Regions from separate parts of the Ovis aries genome. Here region 2 is linked to region 1. The links are chromatin contacts, called in public Hi-C maps. All regions are on one chromosome and are shown on one strand. The core of a region is the stretch at or near the end of the contact, and the rest is flanking DNA. Distances in the headings are between cores, read along the strand shown. Region 1 has its middle 24 kb from the start of TRNAE-CUC. Region 2 overlaps NUDT4 (nudix hydrolase 4).

Region 1 (2,700 bases), core at 18-2,517:
AGCAACACTGTTCACTACAGCTGAAATGTGGAGACAACTTAAAAGGTCAATTTACTGAAGAATGGATAAGCACAATGCTGTACCGGCACATGATGGAATATTACGCAGCCTTAAAAAGGGAGGAAATTCTGACCCATGTCACAAAGTGGGTGAATCTTGAGGACAGTAAGTTAAATAATCCCATTGCAAAAGGACAAATACTATACGACCCCACTCATGTGAAGTACTTACGGTAGTCAAATACACAGAGACAGAAAGTGGAATAGTGGTTGCCAGGAGCGGAGGGGAGGGGAGAGAAATGGAGTCATTGCTTACCAAGTTTGGAGTTTTAATTTAAGAGATTGAAATAAATTCTGGAGGTGAATGGTGGTAATGGGACACAAAAGTGTGGCTATATTTAATGTCACTGAACTGTACACTTAAAATGGCTAAATTGGTACACCTTTTGCTATTAATATATATAAAAGATATAAATGTAATATATAATTAATACATATATACTTTGGGGGGGCCATGAGTGGTGAAGGTGGTGCTATCAAAGGTGATGGTGGTAAAGGTAATGAAAAAGAGCAAAGAAACACAGTTATAAGATTATTCCCATTATATTATGGCATGAAAATGATTCAAAAGAGAATCTCACCAGGTGCTAATAGTAATACTTTATTGAGTGTTCACTCAAGGATTTACACTAAGGATTTTACATGCATTAACCTATGTATTCTTCACAATGACCTCATAAGAGTGGAAACTACCGTTATACTCTTTTGAGACTCAGCAAAATTAACCACCTGATTCACCCCACTCCAGTACTCTTGCCTGGAAAATCCCTTGGACGGAGGAGCCTGGTGGGCTGCCATCTATGGGGTCGCACAGAGTCGGACACGACGGAAGCAATTTAGCAGCAGCAGCAACCACCTGATTAAGCCATGGAACCCGTGCATGCCAATAGAGTGAGATTCGAATTCAGGATGTCCTGTGAGCCCAGTGGTTCTCAAACATTAGTGTACATTAGAATCACCTGGAGGGCTGGTTAAGCCATAGATTGCTGGGCTCAGTCTTCAGAGTTTCTTTGGTTCTGAAGTGGCTCCATGGATATTTGCATTTCTAATAACTTCCCAGATAACTCATGTGGTTGGTTAGGAACCACACTTTGAGAGTCAGTGTGGTAGTTTATCCTCTAAACCACTGCAAGGCAATGGTAGGACTGGTCCTGTCCAAGAGGATTCGTGGGTGAGTGCTGTGCTGGAAGGACAGTAGGCAGGATAAGGGGCAGAGTTCACTACCCTTTCTTGGCTGTGTCTCTGTTTGCTGGAACACAGGCGGTGGTTTAGTTGCTAAGTCATGTCCAAATCTTGCAACTAAACCACCACAATTTCTTGGCTGTTCCTGTCTCTTTGCTGTAACACAGAGGCAGCTGCTAATGTCTGTTAACAAGATATGAGTTTTAAGGTGCTTTTTCCCTGAAAAGAATTAGCAAAGACTGACAAAATCATAGGTCTTCATTAGTCTCCTTCCTCTAGTATATCCAAATAGTCTACATCCTTCAATCTCAAGACAGTATTCCACCTAAGGTTAATCTCATGGTTTTCACAATTCGGATTACTTTTAGACTCACTCTTACACAAGTTAGAGATGATTAATCTCTGATTGACTTATGTATTTTTATCTTTCTTATCCAGTTAGTTTAAAACTTTTTGAGATTGAGAATAATGGCTTATATTTATCTTGGGCTTCCAATGTGGTTAAAACAGTCTCAGACTAGCTGTATAATCAATGATTATTGACAAAAAATGGTTTAATTAGATATTACCATTCAGTTCAGTTCAGTCACTCAGTCGTGTCCAACTCTTTGCCACCCCATGAATCACAGCACACCAGGCCTCCCTGTCCATCACCAACTCCCGGAGTTCACCCAAACTCATGTCCATCGAGTTGGTGATGCCATCCAGCCATCTCATCCTCTGTCGTCCCCTTCTCCTCCTGCCCCCAATCCCTCCCAGCATCAGGGTCTTTTCCAATGAGTCAACTCTTTGCATGAGGTGGCCAAAGTATTGGAGTTTCAGCTTTAGCATCAGTCCTTTCAATGAACACCCAGGACTGATCTCTTTTAGGATGGACTGGTTGGACCTCCTTGCAGTCCAAAGGACTCTCAAGAGTCTTCTCCAACATCACAGTTCAAAAGCATCAATTCTTCAGTGCTCAGCTTTCTTTATAGTCCAACTCTCACATCCATACATGACCACTGGAAAAACCATAGCCTTGACTAGATGGACCTTTGTTTGCAAAGTTATATCTCTGCTTTTGAATATGCTACCTAGGTTGGTCATAACTTTCCTTCCAAGGAGTAAGCATCTTTTAATTTCATGGCTGCAATCACCATTACATCAATGTTAATAAAAATTAGAATGAAATACATTAGAATATAATGAAAATATTTCAGAGTACTAAATGTTGGTTAGAAGCTGGCAGTCCTGCTGTTAGTCCCCATGATGATTTTGGAGGAAACAGAAGCATCTCTGTTCAAGACATCTAACTGGCATCCACACAAATGTAAGAAGCCTACAAGGGGATGGTGAACACTGGATCTGTGCAATATACACCTTGCACAACTCTAAGACACAGCCCTGTGTATCACGTGACTCATACAGGCTCACTGCTCCCTTCCAAGGCAGATGACAGTCTTAATAAATATTAGTCCAA
Region 2 (2,700 bases), core at 69-2,568, 340 kb before region 1:
GTCTGAAAATGAATTGTAGCACATGATGAATTTTCTCTCTGTACATTTTTGCTCAGTTAACACTAACCTTGATTTGGGGCAAGGCCATCATGTTATATATTGATCACTGATGAGACTAACTGTTATATAACTGTGTTATTCAGCTCTGGGGGATTTTCACATTGATCTTTAACTATTTTACCAGGTAGAAAAAAATAATCTGCTTACCAAAGTGCTAGCTGTAGTTACGTGCTTTAAAATGTTGAATCAGACAACCAAACAGCACTGTGTGGCCTGCCTGTCTTCATGCCTCTTCCTCGGTGTATTTAGCAAACTGCCTTGTTTGTGAACCTTACCCAGGATGCCCTACTCTCCATCTTACCTCTTCATAAACCTCCCTCACAGCAGCGCCATCAGGCTCTTCCTCAGGCTCCATTCCTCCTCCGGGGACAATCCATTGGTCTGGATACCGACTGCTGCTCACCAACAGGACCTGCAAGCCCGACCATAACTGTAAACCCCAGCCCCAGAAGTACTACGGACATTCACATTTATTTGTTCATGCTACAGCAGCAGAGCTGGGCAATTTCAACAGAAACTGTATGGCCCACAAAACCTAAAATACTGTTTGTCCTTTATAGGAAACTCTGCAAATCCAGGTCAAGAACGGCATTAAGCTTGAAATGTGTACACAGTTATAAAACAAACGAAAAACCCCATACACTATTAATACAGAGTAGTATCCTGCCAGTTCACTTTTTAACAGTATCTGAAACAAGAAGTAAACATCCATCCTGTAAGTGAAAATTTGTGCACTAGGTTAGGTTGGAATTCACCCAAGTTGAGAGGACGGAGGTGGGGAAAGACTATGATAAATAACCAAATGATGTTTATGACAGTAACAGGCAGGCGTCTTGACCAACTTGAACAGAAATGTCTGCAAAATTACCTTAGTATATTGCCTTCAAGCAAATGCAAACAGTTCTCTCCAGAAATTAATCAGCTGACAGCAAAGCTTGATCCTCAGTGCGGATTCTGGTTTTCTGACACTGTGCCAACTGTCTGCCCAGCTTTGTCCCTATTGCCAGATAAAGGGCTGGCCCTTGGGAATTTACAGCCAGCCCAGGATTCACCTACAAGAGTAAGCTCCAGAACCCAATCTGCCCAAATGGAAACTTCCAGGCTGACAGCAGTTTACAAGTCCCACCTTTCCCCCAAACCTCAAGAAAACTGGGTTGGGAGATGAGGGAAGGACTTCAAATGCACAACTCCCCTCGATCTGAGAAGCAGCAGCACGCCTCGGCCTACAGACACACCATCGCCACACAGTGGTGGATTGACTAACACTCAAGAATCCTGAGCAGTTTCTCTCAATTCTGATCTGGACAGGACTTTACTACATCACTCCTCCGAGTATGTAACAGGCAGAACGGAGGGCACGTCTAGAGAAAGCACTGTAAATTAACAACTGACAGAGCCTTAGCTAAAGTACTAACGGGGTTTCCCAGGTGGCTCACTGGTAAAGAATCCACCTGCCAATGCCGGAGACGCAGGTTTGCCCTCTGGGTCAGGAAGATCCCCTGGAGGAGGAAATGGCCACCCACTCCAATATTCTTATTGGGAAAATCCCATGGCCAGAGGAGCCTGGTGGGCTACAGTCCACGGAGTCACAAAGAAATCAGACATGACTGAGCACCCAACTGGCTGACATTGAGGGCACCACCAAGTCCAAACATAGAAATTTTGGTAAAGTGAAATGTAAGACAGCCTTAAATTTAAGCTTTCTTAGTTACAGCATCCTCCTCTGCAAAAAGAAGTAACTAGCCTTGCAAGACTGTTGAGTGTTAAGGAGTATAACATACCTCAGATCCTAGCCCACGTGAGTAGGCCAAGCACAATGGGCCTCATTGTACCCACTACCGTGAGTACTGTTGGCCATCACAGTTGGATCTTCTGCTTTCCCACCAACTGAGTTGGATTCATCTGTCAAGACAAGTTTGTTCCCCAGATTTTGCCAGTTGCACTTGTTTTTGTAATCACTGAACGTTAATGATAAAATGAGGGCAGGAAGTAGTTATCAAAAAGGCTCTGCAAAAATTCATTAAAGATGGATTGTTAAAAATTGCTATCAAATTAAGTATGGCTAAGATTACTTTAAAAAAAAAAAAAAAAAAAAACCCAGAAGAAGGAAATTTTAAAAATCTAGAAAGTTAAAATCCTACTTTATACCAAGTGGAACTGCAAATCAGATTTCACCTTTGGATTTTATTCAAAAAGTATACTTGCCAATTGTCTATGGTATTCAAAGGCTGTGACCCTATATCAAGACTGGCAAATGAATATGTTTTTAAATTAGAACAAAAAAGGTTTAAGGTACAAAAGTGTTATATCCTGTATCATAGAAAAAGCAAATGGTAACCACCAGTTCTGACCACAGAGCTGGAAGCTTCTTTTCCTGGTTCCTAGGCATGAGTTAGGGATAAACTGGTTTCTAGTATCTGGATAAAATTCTTACTGCCTAATTCTATGCTCTAAAAGCAACCTCCTTGATCACCTTCATAATGGAACAGGGTGGTGCAGGGAACTAGCCACCAGAAAAGTACATCTTCATTGAGTAAACAGGGAGTTTCAAAACCATCGATATTCATAATGTTCTGAAAAATAATGAAATTCAGCGTCATGTATCTAGGTCAATGACTAATATGTTCCTATTTGACCACA

What was found. Hi-C and Micro-C count contacts between places; a contact is called where the count stands out from the background.
Region 2: a contact with region 1 is called in a Hi-C map of liver, with 4 times the contacts expected there. The contact joins two enhancer-like sites. A contact is called at or near these places in 5 of 16 Hi-C or Micro-C datasets (blood, liver and tail adipose tissue).

Annotation. Positions count from the first base shown.
Region 1 is chr3:129,379,433-129,382,132 of ARS-UI_Ramb_v3.0, reverse strand. No RefSeq gene overlaps it. Among named protein-coding and RNA genes, the nearest start is that of TRNAE-CUC, 24 kb to the left of the region's middle. Within about 2 kb of position 1,267, at least 3 of the 54 cell types and tissues checked have an H3K27ac peak or open chromatin away from gene starts, as enhancers often do. A contact at or near this core is called in liver, where this site is marked.
Region 2 is chr3:129,715,474-129,718,173 of ARS-UI_Ramb_v3.0, reverse strand. NUDT4 (nudix hydrolase 4) reads right to left here. Exons shown (of 5, transcript XM_027967201.2): 2 at 362-472. Among named protein-coding and RNA genes, the nearest start is that of NUDT4, 10 kb to the right of the region's middle. Within about 2 kb of position 1,318, at least 6 of the 54 cell types and tissues checked have an H3K27ac peak or open chromatin away from gene starts, as enhancers often do. A contact at or near this core is called in liver, where this site is marked.